2 separate regions of the Sus scrofa genome follow, and region 2 is linked to region 1. Evidence: chromatin contacts called from public promoter capture Hi-C data. All regions are on one chromosome and are shown on one strand. The core of a region is the stretch at or near the end of the contact, and the rest is flanking DNA. Distances in the headings are between cores, read along the strand shown. Region 1 holds the start of KDM1A (lysine demethylase 1A). Region 2 overlaps LUZP1 (leucine zipper protein 1).

Region 1 (6,892 bases), core at 1,189-3,688:
CCGTTGTGGCTCAGCAGCAACGAATCCAACTAGTATCCATGAGAACTTGGGTTCGATCCCTGGCCCTGCACAGTGGGTTGGGGATCTGGCATTGCTGAGAGCTACGGGATAGATCGAAGACATGGCTCGGACCCTGCATTGCTGTGGCATGGTATAGGCCAGCAGCTGCAGCTCAGATTCAACCCGTAGCTTGGGAACCTCCATATGCCTCCAGTGTGGCCTTAAAAAGCAAAAAAAACCCAAAAAAACCCAAAACACCTAAGGGGAGTTCTCGTTGTGGCTCAGCCGGTTAAGGACCTGACATTGTCTCTTTGAGGATGCAGATTTGATCCCTGGCCTTGCTCAGGATCCAGCCTTGCAGTAAGCTTGCAGCATAGGTATTGCTGTGGATGTGGCGTGGGTTCCCGATGCAGCTAAGATTCATCCCTGGCCCTGGAATTTCTATATGCCCCAGGTGTGGCCATAAAAAGAAAAACAAACAAAAAGCACTTGGGGAATTCCCACCATGGCTCAGTGGAAACTAGTATCCATGAGGTTCGATCCCTGGCCTCGCTCAGTGGGTTAAGGATCTGGCATTGCCGTGAGCTGTGATGTAGGTTGCAGACTTGGCTCAGATCTGGTATTGCTGTGGCTGTGATGCAGGCCAGCAGCTACGGCTCAGATTAACCCCTAGCGCGGGAACCTCCATATGACGTGGTTTCGGCCCTAAAAAAGACAAAAACAAAACAAAACAAAAAACAAACCAGTTGGGCTTCTGCCTTCTACTTCATTTCTGAGAGTTGGGAGTTGCCAACCTCTGTGCCTTTCTAACTCATGTTTTAGTAAAAGCCCCCTCAGAGACTTCTCTCCTTCATACTGAGCACAGAGTATTCTCAAAGGGGCAGTTCAACCTGAAGGCTCTGTCTGGGCAATACTCAAGAAGCTCCTCATACACATTTATGTGTTACATAAATTACACAACTTAAAATATTTACTTACTTAAAAGTTCTATGTACATACATTTCCAGTTTTTCCAACTGTACCATGAAATCGCCAGAAAAGGCCCAAGTCTAAAGTTTGTGCCCTAGTACTGCCCCAGTGTTCTGCTTATTGCTGGTGTCCCATGTGGTCCTTTGTTTCAGAGGCTGATGATACCTTATCACATTGTAAGTGTAGGGCTTACATTCCAGTTCCACCACTTACCCAGCTTTGTGACTCTGGGCAAGTTGCTTAAACTGTGTGCCTCAGTTTACTCATTCCTCAAGTGGGGCTAGCAATACCTGCCAATTGGTGTTTAGCCAAAATACAATGTTGGTGACGCTCTGAACACAGCACCTGGCACCCAGAGATGTGAGGCAAGCTATCGCCTGTACATATCGTCATGTGACAAATCTTTTTCTTCCTGTATATCTACACCTTGACTAATTGATATTTGCCCTCTTCATCAGCTTCCTCCTTTGTAAAAATCTACGTCAAAAGAACGTTGACAGGATAAAAAGAAAAAGAGGAAAACTCTCCAGCATACAGAAAGGGCTCGAAAAAAAAAACCAAAAAACTTCCTTTTTTTCTGTCTTCAAGGCTAAGGCAATTTCTTTAGCATCATCCTACAGCCCCAACACGCTCCCAGCTGAAACACAAAAATACTGCCGAGCGGCTTCCAGATACATCTGTGAACAAGTGATATACGTCTTCAACAAGGCCCACCACAACTCCACGTCAGGGAGCCATTTTTTCCCAACCAAGAAAAGGAAAAGGTGTACGAGATGCAACGAGTAAAACAGCTCTCCCCGCCATCCCCCTTTCTCCCTGGACGGCCGGGTCCCAGCACAAAGACGCATTCACCGCTGGCAAAGACCTTCCCCTCTCTCACCCCACCCACCCGACTAGTGGGGGGGTGGGTGGAGATCCGTGACTGGGGAGGTCGAGGTGGGCGTGGGGCTCAAGGCCCAAGACCCCGGCAAGCGAGGGTGAGTGGTTATGGGGCTGGACAAGCTCGAGGAAGCTAGGTACTGGGATTTGTGGTTCAAGGGAGGGGTCGCGCCTCACCTTCGCCCGCTTGCGCCGGCTGGTCCGTCGCCCCTCCGGAGTCTCTGCGATTCCCGTTTCCATGGGGGTCGCAGATCCAGGCACGACGGTAGGCCCGGCTTGAGGCCCGGCGGACCCCGGCGGCTCGGCCAGGCCCCCGGGGGGAGAGGCTCGCGGGGGCTCCTTCTTGCGGGGAGTGCGCTCCCCAGCTGCCCCCGGCCCGGCCTCGGCGGGGCCGGACAGGCCCGCGGGCGGCGCAGTCACCTCCGAGCCGTTCTCCGCGCCGCCCGCTGCCGAGGCACCGGCCTCCGACCCGGCCGCTGCCGCCGCCGCCGCCGCCGCTGCGGCGGCTGCTGCTTTCTTCCCAGACAACATCTCGGGCCGCCTGGCCGCCGACGGCCGTAGGGGCCGCTCGGTCTGTCGGTCCGTGGGTCCGAAGCCGCCTTGCCTCACTTCACACAGTCTGCGCGCTACCAACCGCCGCCGTGAACGCACACGCGCGGAGCGCGCTCCCGCCGCGCCGGGACAATAAGGCCAGAGACGCCCACGGCCCCGCCCTCCCCGCTGCCATAGAGCGGCGTCCTCCAGGCTAGAGCGGCGCCATGGCAAACAGCGCGATGCTTTCCTAGAGCGTCTCCTTAGCCTTTGGGATCGGTCCCAACACCGTCCCTACCCTAGGGTTTCTGGGCCGGATTGCACCTCCGAGGGCGACCATTTCCTCCAGGGACTTGCGTGCTCCCTCATTCATTCATTCATTCATTCATTCATTCTCATTCACCTACTTGTCAACTCAACCAATATTTATTAAGCTTTACTGACTGACAAGTTCTGGCTTTCAAATAGTTTACAGTTTAGTGAGGGAAAACACTGACATGTAACTGGTAGATCTTATTTACTATTCATAATTGTCCTACTTGAACTGGGGGAATCTTGGAGAGCAACTGAGTTTCGTGGTAATAAAATGGAAAATAAAATAGGAAACGCAATATGCGTCCAGAAGGGATTGCCCTTGCTTCCAGAGCTTTGTTTATGCTCTTCATTTTGTCTGGACCCTCTCCCTCCTTCACACTCCCTCACTCGCACCCTTTTCCACTCCTACGCTCCCCATCCCCACAACATGACATCTTTCCACTCCAGGTTAATTCTTTCTAATGTCGCTGATGGTGGTGGTGGTTTATTCTTTTAATTCCTCAAGGAATACTTCACTGACTTGGAACAGACTGCGTTCAAGTTTATTCCCACTGGGACATGGAGCGGTAATTGCTTTTTCACAAGTCTGTGTCTTCAAAGCGTAATTTTCAAACAATGGAAGTTTGAGAACTGGTGAAATTAATCTCTAGTGATAGACTCCAATCAGTGGTTGCCTGGGATGAGGGTGGAGGTTGACTTCAAAAGAGCTGGAGAGAACAGGCTGAGAGTGATTGAAATGTTTCCTATCGTGATTGGGGTGTGAGTGTATTAGTCAAAACTCATTTTAACTATACACATAAAATAGGTATATTTTATGTCAACTGTACTTCGATGAAGTTGAATTATTATTATTATTTTTTTAATTTTAGCCACCCTAGGCATATGGAGTTCCTGGGCCAGGGATCAGGGCTCAGTTCCCAGCAGCTGTTTCAACCTATGCCACAGCTACAGCAGCACTGGATCCTTTAACCCACTGTGCCGGGTCAAGGGTCCAACCTGTGTCCTGGTGCTGCAGAGATGCCCCGATTCCCTTGCACCACAGTGGGAACTCCTTGAATTATTATTTTTTAAACTAAGCAAACAGAAAAAGAGACAAGTTCAGAAAACTAGAAGCTATGCCAAAAAGTGTAATCACAATACAACATATGGCTCAGCTGTGAACTACACTGATGGGTCTACAATAACAGATGGAATGAATATTGTTTTAACCAAAGGGATAGAATTATATTGAGAAAATGGAGAAAAGAGAGTGTGGAGACAGGGGTGAGAGGGGTTTGCAGAAGAGGGGGCAATGTGGGAATGGAGGGGGTTCAACATCAGAGCTAAATCCCCATCTACCATCATAAGAAGATAGAGCGTGTCAAAATTGAGCAATTTGGGAGTTCTTGCTGTGGTATAGTGGTTTAAGGATGAGAGTGGTCTCCGCATTGGCTTGGGTGGTTGCTAAGGCCCAGTGGGTTAAGGATCTGGCCTTGCTGCAGCTGTGAGGTAGGTTGCAGCAGCTGTGGCTCAGATTCCATTCCTGGCCCATGAACTTCCATATACTGTGGGAGCAGCCAAAAAAAAAAAAAAATTCAGAAATTCATAAATAACAGTATAAGCATACTATTTAGATATAACAAGATAGGCACCAGAAGAAACCGCTGAAAAGTTGGAATTGGTTGTCTGAGTGGTACAAAGTGAGAAGCGGGTGAGGCAGGAGATGGAAGCTTGCTTGTTTAAACCCTGTAGTTCTAGCTAACAGTTTTGCACATTTAGTAATTTGTTACAATTTAAATGAGATTTTAAAAATATGTGTATCCTTTGACCCAGCAATTCCACTTTCGAGGAAAATTTTCTTGGGAAATATTTAACTATGTGTACAAAGATTTAACTTCCATGTGTTTATCTCAGGTTCCTAAAGGCCCAACAAGTGGCCTTATATAATTAAATATATTAGAATAGCATAGTCATTAAAATTTACATCTGAACATAGAGAACTCCTAGAGTTCCCATTGTGGCTCAGTGGGTTAAGGCTCTGATGTTGTCATGAGCTGTGGTGTAGGCTGGCAGCTGCCCCTCCCATTCAACCCCTAGCCTGGGAACTTTTAGGTTTCCAGATGCGACCCTTAAAAAAAGAGAGAGAGAGAGAGAACTCCCATACAAAATAGTGAGCATATGTCAAAGATTTATTTTACTCATTATTGAGGGAATCAGCAGGATGGTAAAGCTGGTTCAAGGGAAAATAGGAGAAACTGATATAAAGTCACTGGTCAACGGAACACAGAATGCTGGACTAAGACTGCAAAGTTGAATAAGAAAAAAAATGGGGAGTTCCTTCATGGCTCAGCAGTAACGAACCTGACTAGGATCCATGAAGATGCAGGTTTGATCCCTGGCCTTGCTCAGTAAGTTAAGGATCCCATGTTGCTGTGAGCTGTGGTGTAGGTTGCAGACATGATTGGGATCCTGCATTGCTGTGGTTGTGGCTGTAGGCTGGCAGCTGTAGCTCCGATTTGACCCCTAGCCTGAGAACTTCCATATGCCGCAGGTGCAGCACTAAAAAGAAAAGAAAAAAAAGTCCTACAAGGCCATAAAACAGTAAATTCTGACATATTTTCTATGAGACAGAATTTATTTATTTATTTTTGTCTCTCTTTTTTTTAGGGCTGCACCCTTGGCATATGGAAGTTTCCAGGCTAGCGGTCAAATAAGAGATACAGCTGCCAGCCTATGCCAAAGCCACAGCAATGCCAGATCTGAGGAGTGTCTGTGGCCTACGCAGCAGCTTCTGGCAACGCCAGATTTTTAACCCCTGAGAGAGGCCAGGGATAGAACTCACATCCTCATGGATACCAGTTGGGTTCTTAACCTGCTGAGCCACAAGGGGAACTCCAGATGGAATTTACTTATATCTGTTTGCAAAAAATCATTTGCAACTTATCCATTTTCCCTAGAAATAATAAATTCATTTAAAACTTTTAAATTTGACTCATTTAAAATTAATTTTTTTAAATTGTAGTAATATACACATAGCATAAAATTTACCATCTTAACCTTGTTTTTTTTGTTTGTTTGTTTGTTTTTTGCTTTTTAGGGGCACATGGAGGTTCCCAGGCTAGGGGTCCAATCGGAGCTACAGCTGCTGGCCTATACCACAGCCACAGCAAAGACATATCTGAGCTGCATCTGTGACCTATACCATAGCTCACGGTAATGCCGGATCCTTAACCCACTGAGAGAGGCCAGGGATCAAACTCATAACCTCGTGGTTCCTGGTTGGATTCGTTTCTGCTGTGCCACCACAGGACCTTCCCATTTTAACCATTTTTAAGTGTACAGTTCACTAGAGTTAAGTGCATTCTGCAATCTCAAGAACTCTTTGCATCTTGTAAAACTCCGTCCTCATTAAACACCTTAGCATTCTCCTCTACCCCAACCCCTACCAACCACCATTCTACTTTCCACCTCTATAAATCTGACCAGACTAGATAGCTCATATAAGCAGAATCAAATAGCTTTTGTCCTTTTGCTTATTTTGCTTAGCATAATGTCCTCAAAGTTCACCTATGTTATAGAATATGTCAGAGTTTCCTTCCTTTTAAAGGCTAATCCCACTGTATGCATATACAACATTTCGTTCATCCATTCACCTGTTGATGGATTTTTGGGTTGCTCCACCTTTTGGCCATTGTGAAAATACCACTTTGAACATGTGTGTACAAACATCTCTTCAAGACCCTGCTTTCCAATCTTTGGGATCTGCCCAAGTGAAATTGCTGGAGCATCTTATCCAGCTGACTTCACTGAGTCAGGAACCTAATCAATATTAAATAGCAAACCCAACAAAATGTCCTGCCCCTAGAGGATCAGGTGACCAAGAAGTGGGCCAGGTAGACAATATCCTAGTATGACTGTGAATGAGCTTGCAAAACTCTTTTTGCCCTATTTCCAAGTTTTGCTGTCTCCCTCTCTGTGAGGGTAAAGGCTCTGTACTGCTGGCCTTTTTCTCCCAAGTGACTAGGCCCGGAAGTTCTGTTGAGTGACTGAGATATCATAAAGGCTTACACCCCTTGGCTATTGTGAGGATGTCATGAGATGATGCTTGGGAACTGCCTATCAAAGTCTGGCACACAGTGGCGGCTTAAGACATAGGAGTAATTAATATTATTGTTATGCGGCAGCTGGGGGTGGGGACTGGTTGTGACTCAGAGGAGGG
Region 2 (6,892 bases), core at 2,036-4,535, 180 kb before region 1:
TCTGGCATTGCTGTGAGCTGTGGTGTAGGTTGAAGACACAGCTCAGATCTGGTGTGGCTGTGACTCTGGCGTAGGCTGGCAGCAACAGATTCTATTGGACCCCTAGCCTGGGAAACTCCATATGCCATAGGTTCGGCCCTAAAGAGACAAAGACAAAAATAAATAAATAAATAAATAAAAGTCCAAGTCTTGCACACACCTAGTGCTTTTCAGCTGGCTACTCTCTCCCTCTTCCTGACTCCTGATTCTATCTCTGTACAGTTGGGCCCAAGGGGAGGACTTTTCATTGATCCATGTTACATTTCTTCTTGTAGATTCCTACACACCGTTCTGAAGATTAAGTGGGTTTTGAATCCTGATTCTGTCAGCCTCTACATGTGCTGTCTCTCCCAGCTCTGCAGGTCCTTGTAGTAAAGTTTTCTCAAATGTTGAAGAACTATCTACTGGGGACGGGGTTGGGTCCCTTGAATGACCATCTCCAAGCTAGCACTGCTAAATGTAATAAGGATACCTCTTCTGGGAGTTCCCTTGTGGTGCAGTGGGTTAAGGATCTGGTATTGTCATCTGCTGTGGTGCAGGTCCAATCCCAGCCTGGGAATTTTCGCATGCTGTAGGCACAGCCAAAAGAAAAAAGAAGGGGGGAGTTTGCCTCTTCTGGTGAAGGAATTGGTACTCCAGAAGAATAGAACAAATAGAATGTACATTCATATAGGAGATTTATTTCAATGAATTGACTTGGGCAATTGTAGAGGCTTGATGGATCCAAAACCAACAGGCTAAAGATTCAGATAAAGGAGTTGCACCTTGAGTCCAAAGGCAGTCTGCAATCAAAGAGCCAATGTTGCTGATGAAGTCCAAAGGCCATCTTCTGGAGAAGTCCCTCTTTCTTGGGGAGGTCAGCCATTTTGTTCTATTCAGACCTTCAACTGATTGGATGAGGCCCACCCATATTCTGGAGGGCAATCTGCTTTACTCAAAGTCCACTGGCATAGGGAGTTCCTGTCATGGCCTGGTGATAATGAACCCGACTAGTATTCATGAGATTACAGTTTCGATTCCTGGCCTTGGTCAGTGGGTTAAGGATCTGGCTTTGCTGGGAGCTGTGTAGATCACAGATGTGGCTTGGATCTTGTGTTGCTGTGGCTGTGGTGTAGGCTGGCAGCTACTGCTCTGATTCTACCCCTAGTCTGGAAACCTCCATATGCTGCAGATATAACCTAAAAAGACAAAAAAAAAAAAAAAAAAAAAAAGTCCGCTGGTGTAGAGGTCCATCTTGGAGTTCCCACTGTGGCTCAGTGGAAATGAATCTGATTAGCATCCATGAGGACACAGGTTTGATTCCTGGCCTCGCTCGGTGGGTTAAGGATCTGACCTTGCCATGTAAGTCACAGACATGGCTTGGATCTGGCATTGCTGTGGCTGTAGTGTAGGCCAGCAGCTGTAGCTCCCATTCACCCCTTAGCTTGGGAACCTCCATATGCTGTGGGTGTGGCCCTAAAAGACAAAAATAAAAATTAAAAAATAAAATAAATGTCCATTCTATCCAAAAACACCCTCATAGGAACGTCCAGAATAATATTTGACCAAATATCTGGGCATTGTGGCCCTGACAAATTGACACGTAAAATTAACCACCCTCCTCCCCCTTGCTTCCATCACCAGGTTCCCTGACAGCACGTCACTCTGACCTTTGATCTCTCATCAGACGATGAGCCCCACAGGGACTCTCACTGATCTTTGTCCTTGTAGTACCTGGCCCATAGCCAGCGCTCAATTAATGATAAAAACAGCTAGCATTTATTGAGCTCTTACTGTGTACCCAGGTACTGCCCTAAGTATTTTATGAGTATTAACTCATTTAACCCATGTGAAGTTGATCCCTTTATTATCTTCCAAGTAAAATACTGGAAGTGCCAAGAAGTTAAATAAGTTGCCCAGTGTCAGACTGCTAGCAAGTGGTGGAGCCAGAATTCAAGCCCTACAATTGTACCCCAGAATCTACACTCTTAACCCCCATGGATGTGGCCGAGGCCAAATGGTTTGTGACAGTGAGGGAAAAACACAGGTTTAGAAATCAGACAACCCTTGCTACCCCTGCCAGCTCTTCCATTTACGTGTTTAATGTCTCTCTGTGCCTCAGTTTGCTCCTCTGTATAGCATGGATAATAATATCAGTCTTTTTGGAGGCAGTGAAGGAGAAAAATATACCTTTATTGCTTTGCCAGGCAAAGGGGGCCACAGCAGGCTAATGCCTTAAAGACTGTGTCCGAATATCAGCCTTATAGGATTGTTGAGACCTGGCCCTGTGCCCAGGATTGTAGCATTCAAAATCAGAGAGTTTTTTTTTTTTTTTCTCTTTTTTGGCCACACCCATGGTATATGGAAGTTCCTGGGCCAGGGATTGAATCCAAGCTGCAGCTGCGACCTATGCCACAGCTGCTATAATGCCGAATTCTTAATCCACTGTACCGGGCCAGGGATCGAACCCACGCTGCTGCAGTGACTCAAGCCACCACAGAGATGATGCCAGATACTCAACCCACTGTACTGCAGCAGAAACTCAAAGCAAGGAGAGTATTGATTGAACCCAGGCCATGGTTCATTCATGAGGAATTTTTGTTGAGCACCTACTATGTTTCAGGTGTTTTACAAACATTTTCTTAATTAATCTTTGTATCAGCCATGGAAGGAGTCCATGTCCTTACCCCCTTTTACAGACGGGGAAGTAGAGCTCAGAGGACTTGTGAGTCACATAACCAGGTGGAGATTTGTCCCATTGTCCCCGGATACTGCAGAGCTAGTGCTCTTTTCTCTGTTCCAGTGATCACAAACTCAAGGGACTGTATGGGCCATTCATAAGTGAGTGAAGCTGACTGGGTGGGATACAGTTGGGAGATGTGGAGACTCTGGTGACCAGAGCTCCTATGCCCTAACTAAAGGTGGCAGCCACTAGTTCGCTCCAACGGACTCGTGTTATACGGAAATGTGCCTCCTCTGCTGCCTTTGAAGAGAGTAGGAATTCGGATTTCCTGTGCAATCCCTTTATTTTTAAATGTTGAAAACTAATTCAAAAAACAAACCACTGTGCAACTATGCAGACCGCAAAACAAGCCTGTGAGCTAGATCTGGCCCCTAGGCCACCATTTGGCAACCTCGGAACCTCCCCAGGCTATTGGCTAATTTCTGTACCTGTTCTGCAGTTGGATCCTCCACAGAGCTCACAGTTTATCTGGGGAGCAAAGTGCACAAGCAGATTAGAAAGCCAGACAGCCTGTCCACCACTGTCCTGTCCTGTACCCCAGCCTTAGCTCCACCCCCACAACTTCCTCAGGTGCCATCCTAGCCACCTTCCTGTCACAGGAAGGACTGACTTGCAGAGGAGAGGAAGGGACAGTGTCCTGTTTACACAGCCCCTGGCAAGGAGCAGATGCAAGCAATTCTCTGCATCTGGGAGTTTTAGGATCATGCATTTACCTGCTCTTCCAGGGCCTCTTGCATTGGTTCCCAAGGGTGGGAGCAGGGATTCCACCTGGAGAATATCGACTGGAAGGGACAACCCCAGTCAGATCACTAACATCAGAGCAGCAGTTCACCTTTTGGTTGTTTTACTTCCTTGATCCCCCAACAACTTGGTGAAATGGGACCTACTTATTCCCATTTTGCAGGTAGGGAGACTGAAGCTCAAAATGGATAAGTAATTTGTAGAGTTCCCATTGTGGTCCAGTGGAAACAATCCAACTAGGAACCATGAGGTTGCGGGTTTGATCCCTGGCCTTGCTCAGTGGGTTAAGGATCTAGCATTGCTGTGGCTGTGGTGTAGGTCGGCAGCTGTAGCTCCAATTCAACCCCTAGCCTGGGAACCTCCATATGCCTCAGGTGTGGCCCTAAAAAGAAAGAAAGAAAGAAAAAAAAGGTTAAGTAATCTGCACAGCAATTAAGTTGCAAAGCCAGGATACACTTCTAGTCAATGTGACCAAGAGCCAGTACTGCTGGCTACCAGCCTAAACCACTTCCCCAGCCACAGTCCCACTAACTGCTTGACTCCTTCCCATTCCTACCAAGTTATCTTTACAAAGAAAAAAAAAATGTAGGGAGTTCCCTTGTGGCACAACAGGTTAAGAATCCAGCATTGTCATTGCTTGGGTCGCTGCTGTGGCATGGGTTCAGTCCCTGTCCTGGGAACTTCCACATGCTGAGGGCGCAGCCAAAAGAATGTTTTGTATCATTCCATTGTCGTAACAGTGCTGCGTTCTCTGAATTATACCCATTTCATACTTGAGAGAATCAAGGTTTAACATGGTGAAGGAATTTGCCCAAGGTTACAAAACTAGTTAGGGACAGATTGAGATTCAAATTCAAGTCTGTTCTTTAACTAGCTCAGACTGAAAACGTCTTTTAGTTTTGTTTTATGCAGAGAAATATCTGTCCCCTTGAAGTAGCAGTCCTAATTCCTATTCCTCCCAGTTTTTTCCCCCAGACACCCTTTCAGATATTTGAAGGAAGACACATGTACCCCCTTAAGTCTTTTTATTTTTTTTTATTAAACTATAGTTGATTTACAATGTTGTGCCAATTTCTGCTGTACCGTTGAGTCTTATTAATGCCAGAGTTAATATTCTGGCTCCTCCAACTGTTTCCCCATAAAATGTGATTTGTGGTCCCCCTTTCAGTTATTATTTTGTTCATTGTCCTATGGATGAGTTACACTTTCTCATGTGCCTTTCAAAGTTCTGATCCCAAATAGAACACAGGACTCCAAACAAGGGCAGAAGGACTATCACCTCCTTTATTGTACATACAGTGCTTCTATTAATGTGGCCCCAAACCCAGTAAAGCATCTACATCTAAAGCACTGCCCTATGCACTTGTGATAGAGAACGAACAAGGCAGCACTTCCCTGCTCTTCTGGAATTTACATTCTTCCCACTGAATTAAGGAAGGACATAGAGTCCCAGGTCACATAGTAAACTTTATTTTATTGTATTTTTTGCTTTTTAGGGCTGCGCTTGTGGCATATGGAAGTTTCCAGGCTAGGGGTTGAATCAGAACTACAGCTGCTGGCCTAGCCACAGCCACAGCAAGGTGGGATCCGAGCCACGTCTGCAACCTACACCACAGCTCATGGCAATGCCACATCCTTAACCCAATGATCGAGGTACCAACAAACCCATATCCTCATGGATCCTAGTTGGGTTCCTTAATCGCTGAGCCATGAAGGGAACTCCTCCAGGCCCTTTCTTACAGATGAGAAACCTAAGCCCAGAGAAGGGCAGTGACAGACGCAATATTCCACAGTGAGACAGAATCAACTTCTGCCTTTCTCAGAACCTCGGGTGCAGGTGAGCCCTGGGGTCTTAGAGGGGAATGTAGATTGAGATGAAAATGCCACCCTGGAGAATTTAGCAAAGGGAGTCCAACCTCAGGCCTTCCTCAGACCAGTGGGCAGAAATTCCAGTCTATTCTAGGTATGACCACCAGGTGGCGGAGGGGCACCAGCGAAAAGAGCAGAAATCAAAGGTGGGTGGGCACCTTCCTCATTCAGAGCAATTTTCCTTAGCCAGTGGGAATGGTGAGGTGGAAAAACAGCTTTCTCTGGGACAGCACTTGGGCAACTGTATACATTTAATACATATGCAGGAGTTCCTGCTGTGGCACGGCAAAAACGAATCCAGCTGGTATCCATGAAGATGTGTGTCCAATCCCCAGCATTTCTCAGTAGGTCGGGGATCTGGCGTTGCTATGAGCTGTAGTGTAGGCTGACAGCTGTAGCTCCAATTAGACCCCTAGCCTGGGAACTTCCAGTGCCTCGGTTGTGGCACACCTTGTTGGAAATCTAGCTCCTTTTTGCCACTTTATCATGTCACCTCCCTGACACCTAGCCTCTGACACAAAGAATGGATGTAAGATAAGATCTCATCTCCCAGGACTCTACACAGAGCCTGCGCTGCTAGTGCTCTCTTCCTGAGTGGTCCCTTTTCCAAGTGGATGGTGATCAGCTCCCCCTCTGGCAGAGACAGCTGGGTGACAGGACAGGGAGATGGTGAGATTAAGAGAATCTGACAGCCCTCACAGCCCAATTTAGGCCTGACAGCTCTTTCACTGCACATCACACAGGGAAGTGTATGTGCAAAGGCTCTGGGGCTGGGAACTTTGACTATTTGGGGCTATGGGGGCCAAGGATGCCTAAGAACAAAGAGAGGGTTGGAACAGGCTGGGCTTTGAAGTCTACACCAAATGATTGACTTTGAACACACAGTGCTGGGTACCTAGGCAGCACCCAACACATGAAAGCCGAAGGAGGAGCTTCTGATTCTCACTTCCCCTCAAGGACAATCTGTTGCTGTGGCACGGTGGTCATTTTGGCTCTGCAGTACCTCACCAGGCCAGGGTGACTCCAAAAACAAGTCAGCCTGGCCAGCACACCACACTGATTTAGGTCAAGGGAATTCCAACCAGAAGCAAAGAAATGATGCTTTGATCAGCCTGGGGCCACATTCTAGGAGGAAATTACCATTTCTGCTCTATTTTTTTTAAGCATTAAAAATGATTTTTCTGGAGTTCCCGTCGTGGCTCAGTGGTTAACGAATCTGACTAGGAACCATGAGGTTGCCGGTTCGATCCCTGGCCTTGCTCAGCGGGTTAAGGATCCGGCATTGCCGTGAGCTGTGGTGTAGGTTGCAGACGCAGCTCGGATCTCACGTTGCTGTGGCTGCGCTGTAGCCCGGTGGCTACAGCTCTGATTAGACCCCTAGCCTGGGAAACTCCATATGCCCCGGGAGCGGCCCTAAAAAAAAAAAAAAAAAAAAAAAGTGATTTTTCTCAGACTTGTGGCTGCCAAGGGGGAGAGGGGAGGGAGTGGGATGGACTGGGAGTTTGGGGTTAATAGACACAA

The links. Promoter capture Hi-C pulls out the DNA fragments that hold promoters and counts their contacts.
Region 2: a contact with region 1 is called in a promoter capture Hi-C map of liver, with 4 times the contacts expected there. The contact joins the enhancer-like site here to the promoter of KDM1A in region 1. A contact is called at or near these places in 1 of 5 promoter capture datasets (liver), 18 of 47 Hi-C or Micro-C datasets (blood, brain, embryonic fibroblasts and 10 more) and 2 of 2 datasets of contacts at active chromatin or transcription factors (alveolar macrophages and skeletal muscle).

The regions. Positions count from the first base shown.
Region 1 is chr6:80,899,042-80,905,933 of Sscrofa11.1, reverse strand. It overlaps KDM1A (lysine demethylase 1A), which reads right to left and starts at 2,438. Exons shown (of 22, transcript NM_001112687.1): 1 at 2,026-2,438. The coding sequence starts at 2,379.
Region 2 is chr6:81,076,979-81,083,870 of Sscrofa11.1, reverse strand. The region is part of intron 1 of LUZP1 (leucine zipper protein 1); the gene reads left to right. Among named protein-coding and RNA genes, the nearest start is that of HTR1D, 11 kb to the left of the region's middle. Within about 2 kb of position 3,285, at least 5 of the 83 cell types and tissues checked have an H3K27ac peak or open chromatin away from gene starts, as enhancers often do. A contact at or near this core is called in fetal liver and liver, where this site is marked.